Regions from separate parts of the Mus musculus genome. Here region 2 is linked to region 1. The links are chromatin contacts, called in public Hi-C maps. All regions are on one chromosome and are shown on one strand. The core of a region is the stretch at or near the end of the contact, and the rest is flanking DNA. Distances in the headings are between cores, read along the strand shown. Region 1 overlaps Scamp1 (secretory carrier membrane protein 1). Region 2 has its middle 25 kb from the start of Gm41022.

Region 1 (5,713 bases), core at 2,686-5,185:
GGGCCCACGATCATGGAATTCACTGGTCTTACCACGTTCCCCACCATCCTGAAGCAGCTGGTCTGATAGAAAGATGGAATGGCCTTTTGAAGACGCAGTTACAGCGCCAATTAGGTGGTAACAGCTTGGAAGGCTGGGGTAGAGTTCTTCAGAAGGCAGTATATGCTTTGAATCAGCGCTCGATATATGGTACAGTTTCACCCATAGCCAGGATTCATGGGTCCAGGAATCAAGGGGTGGAAAAAGGAATAGTTCCACTTACTATCACTCCTAGTGACCCTCTAGGAAAATTTTTGCTTCCTGTCCCCATAACTCTAGGTTCTGCTGGCCTAGAAGTTTTGGCTCCAGAGAGGGGAGTGCTCCTACCAGGAGCTACAACAAACATTTCATTGAACTGGAAGCTCAGACTTCCCCCTGGTCATTTTGGGCTTCTAATGCCCTTACACCAACAGGCTAAAAAAGGAATAACAGTGTTAGGAGGGGTGATAGATCCAGATTACCATGGGGAAATTGGATTACCTCTTCACAATGGTGGTAAGCAAGATTATGTCTGGAGTGTAGGAGATCCCTTAGGGCGTCTCTTAGTACTACCATGTCCTGTGATTAAAGTCAATGGAAACTACAACAGCCTAATCCAAGCAGGATGACAAAGGACACAGACCCATCAGGAATGAAGGTATGGGTCAATCCTCCAGGAAAAGAGCCAAGACCTGCTGAGGTGCTGGCTGAAGGAGAAGGAAATACAGAATGGGTAGTAGAGGAAGGTAGTTATGAATACCAATTAAGGCCACATAACCAGTTGCAGAAACGAGGATTATAAAGTAATATGAATGCCCCATTGTAAATTTACAAATGCGTTTGCAATTGTACGAGGAATAGTTATATCATGTTAGGCGTATTTACAACCTTGTTATTGTTTCATGTGAACATGAGATATTATTTGTGTCAAGTTGACAAGGGGTGGATTGTAGTGGCTATTCCTGGTTGTCAACTTGACAATATTTGGAATGAACTACAATCCGGAATTGGAAGGCTCACCAGTGACCCTTATCTGGAGGCTTGGAGATCCTTATCTGGATCTTGGTTTGAAGATCTTGAGCCATAGTGGCTATGGATTCCAGAAGATTGAATCTCCGAGTTTAAGGAACACACCTTTAATCTGGGCTATGCCTTTCATCTGGGATTAAAGGTGTGGTGGAACACACCTTTAATCTGGGCTCCACCTTCTGCTGGAGACAATATAAGGACATTGGAAGAAGGGAGTCTAGCTCTTGCTCCTGCTCCTTCGCCTGCTTGCTGCGTGAGACTGAGTAACTGCTAGATCCTTGGACTTCCATTCACAGCTGTGACTGAACGATTGTTGGGAATTGAGCTGCCGACTGTAAGTCATCAATAAATTCCTTTATTATCTAGAGACTATCCATAAGTTCTGTGACTCTAGAGAACCCTGACTAATACAGTCAGCCTACCATGCACTAGGCCCTGAGTTCCATCTATAGAACAACAAATAACAGCACCAGCCATGGGTACATGAGCGGTAACTGATGTAGTGGAAATGGAAACTCAACTTAGCAATGGAAGAAATAAAGGCCAACTGTGCGGTGCTCGGCAGGAGGATCCTCAGAGAATCCCAGGCTCCATGGAAGTACCAGGCACAGCTGCTAGGCGATGTAGGCAGGTGTGGCGGTGGGGACTGAGTTCAGTTTTCCTGCAGCGTGTGGACCACAGGATCCTCTGGCCTTCCGCACAGGCTGCAATCCTGAAGCCAGGGCACTCTGCTGAAAACAGGGAAATTTCACTGATCTCTGAGAACCCCAGCACTCGTAAATCAGCCCCGTGTGGCAAGATGAATATCAGTGTGAAACACTTTGAGGACAATAGAGGAGAATATGTGGTACATGTGTATACCCTGAAGAGAAGAACCTACTGCCAGAGCAGAGACTCGCCTTCTCAGGGCAGAGGATAAGAAAGCTCTGGAATAGGTGGGCAGGGGGACGGACGTTGGCTTTTCACAGAGGCAGGTGGGAAGGTCGTCGGATGCTGTGAAAGCAGGAAGGGAACTGTAAGGAACTGAAGATTTTCTCTTACATGTGTTTTCCTATCTGCTGGAGTCTGGGCTTGAGTTTTAGCAAGCAAAACGATTTGGGCCTTGGAAATGACAGTGCTGAACAGGATAAATTTAGGTCAATTAAAAATGGTGCCAGATTTGAAAAGATCCTATTCCACAATCAAGTGGATGGAGCTTCTTCCAAGGTTAATGCAAGGTTAGCTTTTCTCAAATGTCTTACTATGTGGCCCGGGCTGGCCTTGAACTTGGTGTCCTCTTGCTTCAGCCTCCTGAGTACTGTTTATGGGCATGTGTCTCAACACGGGACTTACAGGTTGCTTTTATATTAGAAATCTCACCACATTATAATCTAAAATTTAACAACAGAACGACTATCTTAACTAATATAGTAAAAACATGTGACAGAAATCCAGTGTCTTTTTAGGTTAGGAGAGTGAGTAAAGTTAGAAGTAGAAGCGCGGTTTCTTCCCACTGCAGAGGAAGTGTACTGCCAACGCCTGGAGCGCATAGCCAGGCGCTGTGTGCAAGGCTGAGAGAGCTTTCTGTCTAAGGTCAGGAAATTCACAACATTTCTGGCCAGTATAATTAGGTAAGAAAGAAAAGCATCCAGGTCTGAAAAGAAGCAAAACTGTATTTATAGATCCATAATCATCTCTGTAGAAAATATAAATGGAGATAAATATTCTACCATGGCCCAGAAGACTCCGTGTTCCTAAGGTGTGAACTTTGTCAGTGACCCTGAAGGTCTGCAGCATAACCCCAGTGAAAATCCCAGCGGGCTGTTGTCCAGAAATATGATACTGTTCTTCCAAAGATGTATGGAAATACCAAAGCCTTGAATATTTAAAGCTAGTCTACAAAAGAACAGTCAAGATGGCATACTGATATGTACTCCCTGGTCTGAAGACCTGCTAGAATGTGCCACTAGTCACAGTGATGTCTTCATGTCAACGACATTGTACCATAAAGAGATTAACAGTCTGAACATGAAAATGAGTCCTTCCATATGTAAAAGCCAATTTAAAAAAAATCAAAGCTATTTACTTTTATTATGTGTGTGCACTGTGTGCCTGTTGTGCTGGCAGAGGCCAGAAGAGGGCATCGGGTCCCTTGGAATAGGAATTGTAGGTGGTTGTGAGTTATGTGACTCTTGGCAACTGACCCTCTACAAGGGCAGCTATTGGGAATCTCTCAGCACACCTTGAGGAAGATTCAAAGCTCAGAAAAGGCTGTCTAAGAACCATTGCTGGAACAGTTGGCTATCCTTGTGTGAACAAAATTCAACCATACCTTACTTTCAGAAATAAGCTGGGTTTTTGTTGTTGTTGTTGTTGTTTTTGTTTTGTTTTTTTTTTTGTAATTTTTATGACAGAATAACATGTCATACCATGTTTTCAGAAAGCCAGTTCAAAGAACACACGCACAGATGCAGAGCTGCAAGACTGATGGGGGAGACTTGGCTTTGCTAAACTGTTGTTTGTTTGTTTTAATCCAGTACCAAAAAGAATGAGTAGGCAAATTGGAATTCATAAAAAGGCAAAACTTTTCCTCTGCAGACACTTTTGGGATGCCTCAAATGCAGACATGCTTCTCACACATATGCACAGATTGCAAAGACAAGCCCAGACGACCGGAGACTTTTGCCAAGCTTGTATCTAAGTAAAGGCTGGTATATCCAGAATATTTTTAAAAAACTTTCAAAAATCAAGAATAAAGAAGAAAATTTAGTTAACACACCAGGAAAAGATTTTAACAGTCTAACAAAGATCTATGGATAAAATGAAAAGTTGCTGAACAACAGTGCTCACTAAGAACATGTTAATCACTGCTAAGTATGGCATCAGCTTTGTCAGCGTCTTGTCACTGTAACAACACACACCAGCTGAAGAGAGAGGTCTGCTTGTGATGTCAGCATTGTGAGTCCATGATGGTGGGCATGAGGGGGCAGATCCAGCATGGCAGCCAGGAGGCAAGAGTGGAGCAGGAACAGGAGAGGCAGGATAAAGCCCCCAGCATGCCCAGTCACCTGCTTCCTCCAGTCCCCACCTCTGCCACCTCTGCCACCTCTGCCACCTCCGCCACCTCCCAGCAGTCCACTCAGATTCTGAATCCAGCCTGGGTTTAGGGCTTAAACTACTCATTAGTCCTGATGTAATTTCCTTAGAAAAGCTTGAGGCCTGCTTTACTGATCTCTCCCAGAAGTCTGCCAGCCCAACCCACTTAACCATCACAATTGGACATGCTAATTAAAATGGCTAGGGTTGCACACATGACCACAGCAAGTGTGAATGAGATGCAGAGGACCTGAAAGACTCACTGCAGTGTGAAATGGAGCGACCTTATAAGTCAGCAGTTTCTTAAACACTTAATGTATGTTTACCACATGCATTTATAGGTGTTTACCCATGATAAAAGGAAACCTGTGTCCTTATGAAGATTCACACATAAATGCTCACAGCAGCGTGATTTGTAATAGCAAAAGCTGGAAACGACATGCTTTCCCACCCCAGTGAATAGCACACAACGAGCCAAACACAGACAGAGTCACTGTTAAATGCTGGAAGCAGGCCAAGAAAGAGCATGGACTGCATACATCCCATTCATACAAACCCTAAAAAACAGCAAGCCCGGATGACAGGAGGCTAGGTCAGAGGAGGGAGGAGGGAGGAGGGAGGAGGGAGGAGGGAGGAGAAGCTTAAGATAAGTTCTCAGTGTCAGTGGGGTAAAGTCCAGATAAATACATGTTGATACTTACAAATTACATGTTTTAAGTAGTTTGTGTTGATTCTATAAAGTAGTTCACTAACAAAGGAAAACTGGGGCCTGAAGAGGTGGCTCAGTGGCTAAGAGCACTGGCTGCTCTTCCACAGAACTCAGGCTTGATTTCCAACACACAACCATTTGTAATTCAAGCCCCAGGGGATCTGATCTTTTCTTCTGGCTTCCAGGGGCACTACACACACATACTTACACACAGGCAAAACAGCCACATACAAAAACTAGAAGAGAACTTTTTTTTAAAAGGAAATCTGAACTTTCTGTTGAGGTGGATTCTGGTGCAGCTGGAAGTTGAGTGGAGTGACCCAGGGATGGTCGTGGTTGTTTGCACAGAGGGTTGCTGAAGTAGGCCTTGGGTCCTCTCTCGTTTGCCTCCTTATGGTTTGGCGCGCACGTGTGTGTGTGTGTGTGTGTGTGTGTGTGTGTGTGTGTGTGTGTGAGAGAGAGAGAGTGTGTGTGTGTGAGAGTGTGTGTGTGTGTGTGAGTGTGTGTGTGTGTGTAGGAAAGTGCTGTGAAGACTGACAGTCTCCCCCTTTTCTTTTAAAGGAGCGACAGTTCCTTCAGGTTCTTTGTGTTCTTCTTCGTCTATATTTGTCAGTTTGCTGTCCATGTGCTCCAGGCTGCAGGATTTCATAACTGGGGAAACTGGTGAGTTATTTACTGTTTTTAAGTTGCAAATTTAGGTTTGTATAACTTGGTGTCCTAGTGAGTTAACAGAAAAGTCGAAAGCAAACACAGAAAAACGAAAGTGCTTTGAAAACTCAACTGAAAACGTTCTGGAACAAAACTTTGAAAAAACCTATTCTCTTCAAAGATTATGCTGCGATGTAAAAATCCAGTGTGTGGGGTGTCCGCTTTAAGTCAAAC
Region 2 (5,411 bases), core at 272-2,771, 120 kb before region 1:
TTTAATTTCTTCTAATTTCTACCTATTATCCTTAAGTTTGGTCTTCCCATTGTATCCTGGATTTCCTGAAATGTTTTGGGTTAGGAGCTTTTTGCATTTTGCATTTTCTTTGACTGTTGTGTCAATGTTTTCTATGATATCTTCTACACCTGAGATGCTCTCTTCTATCTCTTGTATTCTGTTGGTGATGCTTGTGTCTATGACTTCTGATCTTTTCCCTAGGTTTTCTATCTACAGGGTTGTCTCCCTTTGTGATTTCTTTATTGTTTTTATTTCTGTTTTTAGATCCTGGATGTTTTTGTTCAATTCCTTCACCTATTTGGTTGTGTTTTCCTGCAATTCTTTAAGGGATTTTTGTGTTTCCTCTTTAAGGGCTTCTAGCTGTTTTCCTGTATTTCTTTAAGGGAGTTATTTATGTCCTTCTTAGTCCTCTATCATCATCATGAGATGTAATTTTAAATTAGAGTCTTGCTTTTCTGGTGTGTTGGGATATCCAGGGCTTGCTATGGTGGAAGAACTGGGTTCTGATGAAGCCAAGTAGCATTGGTTTCTGTTACTTATGTTCTTGCCCTTGCCTCTCTCCACCTGATTATCTCTGATGTTAGCTGGTCTTGCTGTCTCTGACTGTGGCTTGTCCCTCCTGCAAGCCTATATGTCAATACTCCTGGGAGACCAGTTCTCTCTCGGAGGAATTTGGGTATAGAAAGCTATGGCACATGGTCAGCTTCAGGCTGCAGACAGAAATTGGAAGGATCCTGTCCCAGGATGTTCCTTGGTTCCTGTGTCCCAATGGCTCTGAGTGGGTCCCTCTTGGGCCAGGAACTTGAGCAGAAGTGGTGGTCTTACCTGTGCCCACAGGTGTATCAGCACTCCTAGGAGACCAGCTCTCTCCTGGCAGGGTAAGTTCTGGGCACAGACAGAAACCGGAAACATCCTGTCCCAGGCTGCTCCTTGATTCCTGTGTCCTGAGGGCTCCAGTGCAGGTCGCTCAGAGTAGAAGTCATAATCTTACCTGTGCTCACAAGCATTTCAGCACTCTTGGGAGACCAGATCTCTCCCAGAGGTATTTGGGTATGGAGCTCTGTGGCGCAAGATCTTGAAATGATTTCTAAGGCAGGACACAATGGTATGTAACCACCATGGTAGGTGCTATTTTTTACTTAGAGGGTATCCTCTTCTCTGATTGGCTTTCAATTGTACTGTAACATTCCCCCTCTAAAGAGGTAAGCCTAAAATCATTTAGGAACTAGACCAGGGATCAGAGGCCCCTAAAACTTCCAACACTTTCTGGCCTCCAGCCTGGACAGAATAAAGACAGTTTTGGCTTATGGCCAAGGACATGACTTAAGGCTTCCATCCCCAAATGACTGTCACATTTCTAACTCCTATGTTCAACATTCTCCTCTCCATAGAGACAGCCTTAACTGTCATTTTAGGGAATGGGTGACTGAATCTTGCTTCTTTTTGCTGGATGGACTTTTTCGATGTGACCATTGGAATACCCCTCCAGTAGCACTGGCTAGGAGAACTCATCAACCCATTTGTATAACAGCCAGATGTAGGAAGGAGAGGAAACTTTACCTGGAACCGGGAAAGAGATATGAGGGAGACTTAAAGCAAGTGTATTAACTTGACAATCCCAAGGCAGGGAAATAGAAGAAACAGAGAAGAATGTTTAAGAATCCACTAGACTTTCTTGATGGACACACAAGAGCATCAGCCCATCATATTCTTCTTTGTTTGTTTTCCTTTGAGTGCCAAGGCTGAACTTAAGAGAGATGACCAGGAGTGGCTAGTATCAATGTGAGGTTCCTCCCCTCAGGTGGCCTCTGGAGATGGAGAGAGAAGAAACTCAACTATCATTCAACTTTTAGGTTAAAACAATCAAGGGCACATCTCTCTTGGCTGCAAGTAGGCAGTACAGCATTGAATCGGGCCAAGCACATGGTGTCCTATATCTGAGAAGCATTTTCCTTATTAAAAAGAAGCTCATCTGTGAGAAATGATTGTCCAGATAACATATTATAAGGCTTAAAACCTAATGTCTGCAGAATGTGACCCTTCAGACTGTTAAACATAGCAATCATGTTTACCTCTGATTATACTTTCCTGTTGGATGTTTGGGTTCACATAGGTGACCAAAAGTGACCATTTTCTTTTTTACTGCCAAGGCCAGCTGAGGGTTTGTCCCTCATGGATCATCAGGTTTGGAATGAGTCCCTGGATCCTTTAGCTCTTCTTTTTACCAGCTGTTTTATTTGTAGAGAATAAATTGAAGACCTTGCTTGACCCAGGCTTTGCCAGGAAGGCTCCTAAATTTGTAAACTTCTCCTGTGTGAACACATTCAGGTGATATACTGGCAAGGAAGGACAACACAAGACAAAGAACATAGCAAAGCCCACACCCACTGTTAAGGAGTGCTTTAGGGAGCACCCTGAGAGAAGAAAAGGAACAATAAGAATGTCACTTTTATACATTTCATTTTCTGCTATATGGAAGGTTTCCAAGAGAGAGTGTGTTTTCTCTTTAATCACCTTACTATAGCCATTACAGTCAAACCATTTTAAGACATTGCTGAAAGATGGTGACTACACTCTACTAAACTGAGAAGAGTTTGCTCCATCATAGCCGTGACAAGCTGTAGTGGGTCTCCTACAGTGGAGGAGACACAGCATGTGTTATATATCTGAGGGCAAGTGGTAGGACAGCTCCATCGTTCTATCCCTGAAATCAGAAGGAACCAAAACATAACTGAACCAAAACCAAATCTTCCAGTTATACTACGTGTGCAGTCAGTTAAAATGCATACAACAGCTGGTGGTGGCAGGCCATACCTGTCACTCCAGCACTTGGGAGCCCGAGACAGGAGGATGGCTCTCAATTGGAGGCCAGCCTGCACTAGATTGAGTTCTAGGCCAGTCTCAGAAGCATAGTAAGATTGCTTTGAAAGACCAAACAGTAAGTGGACAATAAGCTAATTAATCACATAAGAATCCCTGGCACACCAACACAAGTTTTCTATAGGAGATAAAGTAAAGAAAACATTCCTTTTACCTTTACTGAAATGAAAGAATACTAAGATCAAAATTAAATAGCAAGTATCATTATAATTATACTATTTTGGAGCATCTTTACCAAAAGGAGTTTCATGGGATTTTTTTTTTAAAGATTTATTTATTTATTATATGTAAGTACACTGTAGCTGTCTTCAGACACTCCAGAAGAGGGCGTCAGATCTCGTTACGGATGGTTGTGAGCCACCATGTGGTTGCTGGGATTTGAACTTTGGACCTTCGGAAGAGCAGTCGGGTGCTCTTACCCACTGAGCCATCTCACCAGCCTGGGGACTTTTTTTTTTTTTTTTTAAATCAGTGAAACTTTTATATAACAAGATAGTATTTTACCGTGAGGATATATGGTCCGATTTGATTGTTTTTGCTGAACCCACACTTACTCAAGCCCAACAGTGCTGAAATAGCTATGCTGAAAGCCATATTGATCACTTATTCATAAAAATATAATTCTGGTGGTAATTTGACTGTTTTTAGTACAGGGCTTTATTTTCCTAAGAAATTATCATTCTTAATGAGAAAATCTTACCCCAAATAACTTTGTATTTTGATATGTGGTAGTGAAAAGATTAATCTGAAGTGGCTGGAGGCAAGTCTCCCTGCCCGGGGAGATGTAAGATTTCACTCTCCTCTAATGAGGAGTGAGTCAGAAACGCAGGCTCTTCTCCCTGCTTTTTTTGCTGTTTTCCCTGGCACCACAGTGAGGCACAGATATTGGAATATTGAGCACTTCAGGCAAGAGCCAAGTTAATTTAAATTTTTATTGCTACATTTAGTCCTTGGCTTTAAACAAACCAAAAAAAAAAGAACCCTCAGAAAAAGTAATTTAGTAAATCATGATACCAATCAAATCATGAACCAAATTGCAGTGCCTAGCTCTTCTTGGCTTCCTTTCATTGTTGTCAAGACATACGATAATTTAACTGACTTGCAGTATTTTACAGAGATTGAGTTCAGAATGCTCCCTTGGCAAGGCTGCCTGTGGGGTATGGAGGCAGGCTTGCTTCTCATTGCTAACTGAGACAGTTTTGCAGTGCTTCCTGCTTGCTTAGATGGCCCTTTATTAGCAGTGGTTCTAAGCTCTGGGTCCATGGGCTGATCAATTTGGTGAGGCTCCAGTAGCTGTGTGAGGCAGATCAATGGCTATCAAAAATTCTATGAGTCCTTGGATGAGCTATCAGTGAAATGAAATGTTGGTCATAACGAGGGAGAGAGATGAGCAGAGAGAGGGGAGAGAGGGAGGGAGAGAGGAAGGGGAGGAGGAGGGAGGGAAGAAAGGAGAAGGTAGAGAAGAGGGAATTGTTATAAGGATTGAACAGTGGATGCAGACAAAGAGTCTAGCCTAGTGCTTGCAGTCGTGTGACTCAGAAAGATTTTGCTATTGCTACTACTGTGAAAATGTACTATGTTCACTAAAGGAACACATGGAAGAAGGCAAAATATTTTAAATCAATAGAAATATATTATTTTTCTCTTATCTGTTAGATGTTCATAAAAGAAAATTCAAGTTCAAGATTTCATCTGAAATTTAAAAATGGTTACACTGTCTGAAAAAGTTAAGTGCCATTACATAAGATACAGTCAGTAAAAAGCTAGAGAGGGAGAGAGAGGGAGAGAGAGGGAGAGAGAGAGAGAGAGAGAGAGAGAGAGAGAGAGAGAGAGAGAGAGAGAGAGAGAGAGAGAGAGAGAGACTAGGGCTGCCCGTGTGTTTATGGGGCCAACCACTGGAGCATGGGAAACCTACCCTTCTGCAGGGTCCTACTTCCGGTGCCTGGGGCTAGTCCCACCCACTCCTCTTGTGTCCCAGATAACCTCTAGGCTTCCACCAGGACTTTCCCTACCCGTGATCCCACCCACAGGACTTTTATGCTGCCTCAAGCATCCCACTTCAAACCCAGACTTCTCACACACACCTTCTAGGGTCTACCCTGGCGAATAATCCACCCTCCTCATCCATGCATATTCAACAATCAGCCAGTGTCTCTCCTTATCCGGGCCCTCCATGCCTTCACTGCAGAGGGACTCTAGGTTTGAGCTAGTATCCTTGGTACCCATCTGCCAAATCACAGGATTCTCCCACATCCTATCCAACCTATCCACTCAGATCTACCCCCACACTCTAAGGCTTGGAACAGGAAGCACATCCTGTACTCCATCCAGTCCAGTTCCCTACATCTATCTGACTTCATTCCACCCAAGCCATTTAAAAAAAAAAAAAAAAAAAAAAAAAAAAAAAAAAAGCAACAACAACAAAGGCGTAATGCCAGTGGTTCTCAACCTGTGGGTCGCGACCCCCGTGGCAACCCACTATGTCTGAAAAATATTTACATTAGGATTCA

The links. Hi-C and Micro-C count contacts between places; a contact is called where the count stands out from the background.
Region 2: a contact with region 1 is called in a Hi-C map of the N1E-115 cell line, with 2.5 times the contacts expected there. The contact joins two enhancer-like sites. A contact is called at or near these places in 10 of 484 Hi-C or Micro-C datasets (the N1E-115 cell line, bone marrow-derived macrophages, cerebellum and 4 more) and 1 of 115 datasets of contacts at active chromatin or transcription factors (microglia).

What each region holds. Positions count from the first base shown.
Region 1 is chr13:94,210,358-94,216,070 of GRCm38.p6, reverse strand. Scamp1 (secretory carrier membrane protein 1) reads left to right here. Exons shown (of 9, transcript NM_029153.1): 7 at 5,393-5,494. Among named protein-coding and RNA genes, the nearest start is that of Scamp1, 72 kb to the left of the region's middle. Within about 2 kb of position 3,935, at least 14 of the 459 cell types and tissues checked have an H3K27ac peak or open chromatin away from gene starts, as enhancers often do. A contact at or near this core is called in the N1E-115 cell line, where this site is marked.
Region 2 is chr13:94,329,126-94,334,536 of GRCm38.p6, reverse strand. No RefSeq gene overlaps it. Among named protein-coding and RNA genes, the nearest start is that of Gm41022, 25 kb to the right of the region's middle. Within about 2 kb of position 1,521, at least 1 of the 459 cell types and tissues checked has an H3K27ac peak or open chromatin away from gene starts, as enhancers often do. A contact at or near this core is called in the N1E-115 cell line, where this site is marked.